Linked DNA regions of Gossypium hirsutum: region 2 is linked to region 1. The links are chromatin contacts, called in public Hi-C maps. All regions are on one chromosome and are shown on one strand. Each heading gives the region's core, a stretch centred on a gene start, on an enhancer-like site or on the middle of the called end of the contact. The rest is flanking DNA. Distances are from core to core; before and after follow the strand shown.

Region 1 (4,265 bases), core at 904-3,403:
ATTAATTTGACTAACCTCCAATTCACCATTCAACAATCGGAGACAGTAGGCCATGACATCTTCTCCCACAATCTGCCAACATTTCTGGTAAAACACTGCTGGAAAGCCATCTTCACCTGGCGCCTTTGTTGGGCCCATACCAAAGACAGCTTCTGTAATTTCTTCCTTGGAATATGGAGCTGTGAGTCTTTGATTATCTTCCTCTTGAATACACCGCTCGACCCCTATTAATATATGATCATAATTCCCCCTACTACCTGCTGAAAATAGATTTTGAAAATAAGCCTTGCACAAACACCATCTCTCCCCCTTTTTCATTTTTTAATTTGTGAATAAAGTTTCTCTTCTTTCGGTGTGAAGCATGACTGTGAAAGAATTTTGTATTTTTATCTCCAAACTTCAACCAATTTGTTCTGACCCTTTGTTCCCAATAGCACTCGTCTTTTTCAATCTCAAAATTAAGACTTATCATTGTATCGATCAATTCAGCTAAAGTCTTATCGTCCCTTTCTGCTATAACCAATTCTTCAAGCTTTTCTGTCAGAACTCGTTTAGATCTCTTCTTGTTAAATTGGATTCTTCTAGCCCATTTTTTCAGACCTTCTTTTAAATTCGCCAATCTCTGAAGCAATTCCCTTGAAGAATTTTCCCACAAAAGTTTAACCTCATTAATAAAGGACTCCTCCATAAACCACCAGGCTTCAAATCTAAAATTACTAATCCAACCTAGATCTTCAGATTTTCTGGTATCTAAAAGAAGAGGATAGTGATCTGAAAACGTATGAGTGAAATGTTGAACTTTCACATTAGGAAACAGCATAATCCACTCTGTGTTAGCCACTCTTCTGTCGAGACGTTCTTGAATATTTGTCTCTGGTAAATTACCCCTCTCCCAAGTGAACCAGCGGCCCACAAAACCCACATCATATAGGTGACAATCTTCAAGCATTTTCCTGAATAACTCCATCCTTCTTTCATCTCTAGGTAGTCCTCATTTCTTCTCGAATCCATACATGATTTTGTTAAAATCGCCACACACCAACCATGGAATTGCCTCACCCACTGCTAATTTCTTCAAAACTTCACATGAATCGTTTCTGTCCTGTGCATATGAAGAACCATAAAAGCCTGTAAATCTCCATTTAACTCCTTTTTCTTTATCTTCAACTAACACATCAATGTGTCTTTTAGAAAAACTACGTAGTATTAAATCCGTGTCAGTTCTCCATGTTAAACATAAACCTCCTCTCGTACCCTCAGCTGCAACTTCAATCCCGTGTAAGAAACCACATCTTCTACGAACAATTTCTAACTATTTTATACTTAATTTTGTCTCCATGAAAAAGACTATTTGGGGATTATTTATCTTCAGTAAATACCGAAGTCTTTTAACCGTCCGTTGTCTCCCCAAACCACGGACGTTCCAACTTAAGATTTTCATTGCTTCCGGTCGGCTGACCTTTTGGCAGTCGCCGATGATAAAAAGGTAGTGTCCTCCATCTCAACCCTGTTCCGTTTTTCCCCTCATCCCCAATAAAAGTTTCATCTTCCACGTCATACTCTATAGCTACTTTTCCTTGAAAGGATCTTAATCTTTCCTTCCCATAACCAATAGATGATCCTCCCCCAAAGCAACCCACAAGCTAATAATCTATTCCTTCTTTTTGTGTAGATGGTTCTTCCTGGACAATCAAAATTTCTTCTTCTTCATTAATCGAAAGATTTGCTAATCCGGTCTCCATACTTGCAGGATCTGTACAAAAACGATGGAACTCGCCCGCCTTCAAGAGAACAGAGAGGGAATATTCAGAAATTGACGATCATCAAGATTTGAAACAAATAAAACACCAGAACGAAAACAACCAAAAAACCTAATAACTCATGCCAGAGGCGGCAGACAATGCGTGCTAGGGCAGCAGACTATTACTATTTCATACTCTCAATTGCATAATGACTTTTTTAGTTGTTCAACTTAATATATATGTTTCATATTAATTTCAAACTAGATATTTCATTATTTAATAGATGTTATAATGACCCAATTTTATCTGGTCCAGACAAAAATAAATAAATAGAAATAATAGAGTCCATTAACAAAAGTCCATTTACAAAATCCTAAATACCCAAGACACCTAAGTCCAAGCCCAAAAAACCTAAACTAATCAAAAAACTCTAGATCCCCTATGCGCCGCTGTTTCTGGCCATGTCAGTGAATACATTGCCTGAGGATTGCCTCCATTGCCATCATTTCACTGAAATGGCAAGGGTGCGACTCCCTATTGTCGTTGACCACCATAACGACTTGCAAGAAGAAAGAGACAGAAACAGTAACAGAAACAACAATAAAAAAAGGAAAAATAAAAATGAATATCCTGTAATATGTTCGGCTATAAAAGCCATAACAACAAATGCATCTTTTTACAGACAATCGAAAGAGAAATACAGAAAGAAACTATAATAGTTTTTTTTAAAGGTATTTTTCTTTTTTTATTTTTTCGAATATTGCATATATATATAAAAGAATACGAAAGGTTTGTTTTTACCTCTATTACTGTCGTCGGAGTCTTCTATGGCTTAGAAGGCTGCAAAACCCTTGGGGGTTCGCCTAAGGCCGCGTCAGAGGACGACTAGAAACCGAAAGGGCCATTTTTTTGTTGTTGAACTTTGACCGGAGCTAGGGATTTTGACCCCAAATTCGAATTCCCCAAAAGATAGGGACAAAAGGCTTTTTTTTGCGATCTTCGGCCATCAGAGGCAGCAGTCTCTGTTGTCGATGATCGATGGCCACAGTTGAGACTCGCCAACACCAGGGCCGGATATGGAAGGGATGAGAGAAAAAAAGGGGCCTAAAGTTTTTTTTTAAAAGAATAAGTTTAGAAATGATTTTTTTTTTAGAACTTTTTGGTATATATAAGGACCAGGATGCAATGTCGTTTTGGCTAGGCTCTAGAGGCCCCAAAATGACATCGTTTTAAACACAACCCAATGACCCAAACCAAATTCCCTTAGGATCCGTACGTTTTCAAGGGGAGGGTCTAATTGCTTATTTGACCCTCCATCTTTTTTGTTATTTTACAATTTCATCCTACAATTCATTATTTAATTTCTATTTTTTCCCTTTTATTTTACTCTTGTGCAATTTAGTCCCTTGACCCACTATTGACCCTCCGAGGGAAGGACACGTGTAATATGGGTGGGATAACTACCCATTTGGTTCTTGTTCCTTTTCGTATGTTCTATTTTAGTCCTTTTTTTTGCTTTATTTATTTATATAATTCATACTTTAAATTTCATTTAAATTTCCATTTAATCATTCATTTATTTAATTTCACCCCTTTACTTACTTTTTTTTAGCACTTAAAATTTATGATGTTTATATTCTTTTTTTATGCATTTTTTAGGTGGTTATTACATATTTTTATTTATTTATTTATTTTGGTATTATGATAGTGATATGACTATTGCTATTAGTATTATGAATTAATATTTTTATTATTATTATAGTTGCATTATTATTATGGTATTTATTTATTCATTATTTATCATTTTAATATTGATATTTTGCCCACATGGCTATTTTATATTATTTTGCTATCACTATATCATGTATCATGTTTAAATATATTTGTCCATTTTCATATTATACCCAAATAAGTTAAATGCACATAGCTTTAAATGTTACATGATTTTTACTCAATGCATAAAAAAGGATATTTTTAAAACCGAGGCAACGTTCTTTATTTAGAAATTCGAGAAGTTGTGCCTTAACTTATGGGGTTCGACTCTCTCTTTGAACCTAAATAATCGAACATCCTTTTTACAACTAAAAACACATAAGATTTAAATAATAATTAAATAATGAGCAATCTTATTTTCGAGGATTTGAAATGTCGTGCCCTAACTTATAAGACATGACCTTTTTGGGCGTTATGAGGGTGACAAAACATTAAGTAATCAACTAGGTACCAATTTTGGGCATTATGAGGGTGCTAGTCCTTCCTCATTTGTAACCGACTCCCGAACCCATTTCTTGGATTTTGTAGACCAAAAATCATTGTTTTAGTAAACCTAACATTTTATTAAAATTACTAAGTTTTGAGGTGATCCAATCACATCTAATTAAAAATGATTGGTGGTGACTCTATTTTCGTTTTTTTTAAATAAAAAAGTTGATTTCCAAAAAGGTTTCGACAGATGTTTTTTTCACAATGCTTACTTTTGTTCTAAATGCATTCTACATGCATACATATGTGATAGAATTACTA
Region 2 (4,260 bases), core at 528-3,027, 330 kb after region 1:
AAGTTGATAAGAAAATGATCCTCCAAGCTTAATTTGTAAACAAGTTATCATTCCTTAACTCATCAGTTCGTAGGCACAGGAGAAGAACCACAAATATCACTCAAAGTTGAAATTCAAGTAGAGAGAACAGGCGCATCCCAAAATCATACAATTCATTTTGATCCCAAAACAGAGCTAATATAAAATACCAACTGCAAAACAAAGATGATTATCAAAGTTTCAGTTCCAAAATTCAATTCATCATGTAACTTTGAGGTTCAATACCAAAAGCTAAAGCTGCAGATGATAGGAAATTATGAAGCAACTCAGAAAAACTAAATCACTGACTAGAAAACAGATCAATATTACCTCCACCACTAACATGAAAGTAGTTGGCTGCAAGAGGTAAAAAAACCTACTTGCTTTTAGATACTCGTTCAGACTAGATTAACTATAATGAAAGATAAAATAGCTATGGTAAAACCATGGCACTACTCTGCAGGCATTTTCAGCTTATAACGACAGAAATTATTCGTCTTAGCAAGCTTCACCAGTTCCTTTGCATCTTCAACCTTGGAGGCTTTGACCAATTCATCCACCACTCGCTGCAACAATGCAGCATCAACCAATTTCTTTCTACCAAAAATCTCCTTGCACAGCTCAATGGCAAAACTCAAATCACCCTTCTCACAAAGGAATGGAACTAACATCGTAAAAGTCAGCTTATCTGGTGCACATTCATTTTTCCCTATTTGATTATACCACTCTTTAGCTTCTTCCAATTTTCCCTCATTAACACATGCTCTAATCATATAATTGAAGGTAAACACATCAAGCTTAAGTCCTTTACTCCTCATTTCTTCAACCAAGTTAACTGCCTCTTTCATTTTCTTTTCAGTTGAAAATCCAAGCAACTTAGCATTATAACTCCTAATATCAGGCTCCACATTTTTCTCCACCATTTTACCCCATATCTTCTCCCCATCATCAAACCTTCCATTCTTAAAAAACTCATATAAAAGCGTGTTAAAAGTAATCTCATCCGGCTGCACACCCTTCTTCTCCATCTCATCAAGCATCAATCTAGCAGAATCTAAAGAACCCATCTCACAGAAAGCCTTTATAACCGTATTATAAGAAACCAAATCTGGCTCAACTGACAACCTTTCCGGCAACTCCTTGAAAAACCCATTAACCTTATCAAACTTTTTGGCATTCACGCAAGCTCCCATAAGAGCATTGAAAGACAGCAATCCTCTATTCGGCATTTCATCAAACACCTTGTAAGCTTGCTCAAACATGCCCGATTTACCATACAAATGGATTAATCTAGCACTAAAGCCTTCTTTGGAAATATCTTGGTATTTCTTCTGATCTTCTAGGACTTCTTCGATCCATTGGAAGCGCCCAGCTGAAGCAAGGCGACGAACAATATCTTCATAGATGCCGCTTCGTCTGCGGAAGCGGCTGTATTCGCAAGATTTCTTGAACTTTTCAACGAGACGCTTGAGGTCCCGCTCTTTGTAGAGATCCTCCGAGAATTTCCGAACGGAGTCGGGCTGTGGATTTGGGGTTGTGGAGAAGGCGCGGCGGAGGACGCGAGTTAGAGATGACATTTTTAGGGGTTTAAGGACGCGTGTAGCCGTACGGGTGTAGAATGAGGGGTTTAGCGTAAGAAGCTTTCGGTTTTATTGTTGGTTTTCCTTTTAGTTTAAAAAAAAACGGAATTAGATTAATATCCGGAATAAATCCGGATTCAAATTAGAATAGTTTTTGAAGAGAGACTTCACATGTGATAAATTTTTCTCAAGGGTAGAATCGAATTTGGGCCATCAATATATTATTTTTGTTTTAATATTAGTATCTATAGATACAAGTGTTCATTGATATTTTTAAATATTTTTTCACATATATATAATATAACTTTTAGTTTCTTAATAAATTATATAATATATATAGGTAAAATTAGATGTATATGCCAAATTTAAAGAAAAATTAGGGATTTAGTCTATTTTTCTCGAAAATTAAGAAAATAGGTCATTTTAAAGAGAGAGGACAAAAACATGCCTTATAAAACGCGCTTTCAAGTGACGTGGAGTAGAGAGGTTGAAAACGCGTGCGTTTTAACCATGTGGTGTCGCCCCGTCCCAAAATCGGATTTCAAAAAAAGCCTTATATAAACCATTGGATTCCCAAAGGTTAAAAAATCTCAACTGTTGATTTTCTAACCGTTGTGACCAACAACTAGTTCACAAACAGCCATTTCTTTCTCCAATAGTCATTTTCTTTTTCGTATATATACCCTGCCTATTGTTATTTCTTTTCATTTAATCTTATTCTCTCAATTCCCTTAATTCCTTTATTCTCAAATTTTCTCATTCAATTTCTTTCAAATTCTTGTTCTCTCAATTTTCTATTTTGTAATTTCTTTGATTTTATTTTATTTTCATAATTTTAAAAAATTTTAAAATGTCAATGCGTCTAATTCATTTGAATTACAAACACATTTCTGGTGTCCAATTACAAATGGTAAGAAATTATTACTATATTTGCATTTGAATTAATATAATTATTAAGTTGTTAATATTATTTTTTTAATTTTTTATGTTTATGTAATCAGGATGAATATTGGATTATCAAGACTTATGACTTACCATAAATCGTAGTGGCAATTTAAGTCCCTTTCGACACTTAACGAGCATGTTTTTTAGTTGTTTTATGTTTATTTATTGTATTTTTCAGTATTAGTAGCTTAGATCTAAATATTAGCAAAATAAATATTTTTACATATGTTTTAAGTGTTTCAACAACATGTTAGGCCAACTTGGGCCTCGGGAATGATTAATGGGTTATTTGAGTGTGTAAGGTGCCATTTTAGGCCAAAGAATACAAAGAACGATGGTCGTATTGCAACAAAAATATGTTTTGTCGCGACACAAAACTTCGAAGCCAAAAACGAAATCCTAGGACGAAACAAGATGTGCGTGTTACGGCATAGGGGTGTGCATGTCGAGACATAGCTTCTACGCTACCTAAAATTCCTGTGCATGATGACTGGGATTTTTATGGCAATTACGGGTCTTTTTCCAACCTAAAACCCTAATTAACATTATAATTGAAGTGACACTTTAGTCTATTGGATTTTTACCTAGTTTTGCCTATATAAACAACCTTGTAACCTCATTAGAAGGAGAGTTGACCTAAGGAATCGCCCTAGGGAGTTTTCATACATATTTCATACTGATACGAGTTACAAAGGCTCAATCCAAGCCCAAACAAGAAGACAAACCATGCTTACTTGAAAATCAGGCTAAATTGTCAAAGTGACCCAATTTGTAAAGTTTTATTTTTTTAAATACTTAGTTTAAATTTTTATGTAAATATTCAGTCCAAGAGGCCCAATTAAAAGCCATTGGCCGAATTTCCATTTAAAATTAAAATAATTAGGAGTTTTTTTAGTTTTAGTTTTCTAATTAGATTAGAAAAATATTTGAAAAGCCTATATAAAGGCTTGGCCAGCCACCTTGTTAGAAACTTATCAATTATATCAAAAATTTCAGATTTGTTTAAGTGCAGAATTCTCTTTGAGTTTTTCTCCAAAGATTCTCTCTTGGGTTTTCTTTAGAAGTTGTTTTAACAATCTTTTGATTGTGGGAGCCATCTTCAGCCTTCTTCTTGCCATTGATATTCTTTGGAGGGGAGATTAGAGCCGTTTGAAGGGAGTTGTGAAATCTTTCGAGATTTCAAGGCTTTTTAGGACTTTAATTTAATTCTTGCTGTTCAAGTTCTTTTATTTGTTTTTTATTGTGCCGAATCTTGATCTAATCTCTTTGTTGTTCTTTGTCGCGTTTCAGATTTGTTTAAACTCCAAGAACTCTTCGTTTAATCGATCTCTTGTTGGCAGCACATAATCGATTAAAAAAAATCCCAATTTCTAGGGTTCTTGCCATACTCTTTTTGGGTGAAATTAGATTGCCGAAATTTGGGGAAAACTATCTTGGTATTCAATTGGGCAGAATCGCAATCTCCTTTAAGGTTTCAAGAACCCTTATTAACACTTATTTCTATTCTCAATTCGACTCTTTGTTGATTTGGGGATTTTATTTCAGATCTGGAAATTCAAAGTTCTAATCTTTTAATTTTCTGTTTCGTTTCAGATCTGATTGTTTAGAGCTTTCGTAGGAGTTTCCCGTGACTTGGCAACTCGATCTTGGTCCGCACGCAACCCTATATCACATACTTTTTATATAAGTTTTCATTTTTTTTCGTTTCTTTTTAGTT

Evidence for each region. Hi-C and Micro-C count contacts between places; a contact is called where the count stands out from the background.
Region 2: a Hi-C map of leaf shows a contact between it and region 1, with 2.4 times the contacts expected there. The contact joins the promoter of LOC107901777 here to the enhancer-like site in region 1. A contact is called at or near these places in 4 of 34 Hi-C or Micro-C datasets (callus, leaf and petal).

The regions. Positions count from the first base shown.
Region 1 is chrD06:41,515,103-41,519,367 of Gossypium_hirsutum_v2.1, forward strand. It overlaps LOC121218541 (a long non-coding RNA gene), which reads left to right. Exons shown (of 2, transcript XR_005914922.1): 2 at 1-917. Among protein-coding and RNA genes, the nearest start is that of LOC121218541, 3.7 kb to the left of the region's middle. Within about 2 kb of position 2,154, at least 8 of the 9 cell types and tissues checked have an H3K27ac peak or open chromatin away from gene starts, as enhancers often do. A contact at or near this core is called in leaf, where this site is marked.
Region 2 is chrD06:41,847,294-41,851,553 of Gossypium_hirsutum_v2.1, forward strand. LOC107901777 (pentatricopeptide repeat-containing protein At3g13160, mitochondrial) reads right to left here and starts at 1,778. Exons shown (of 1, transcript XM_016827922.2): 1 at 136-1,778. The coding sequence starts at 1,595. The coding sequence ends at 471.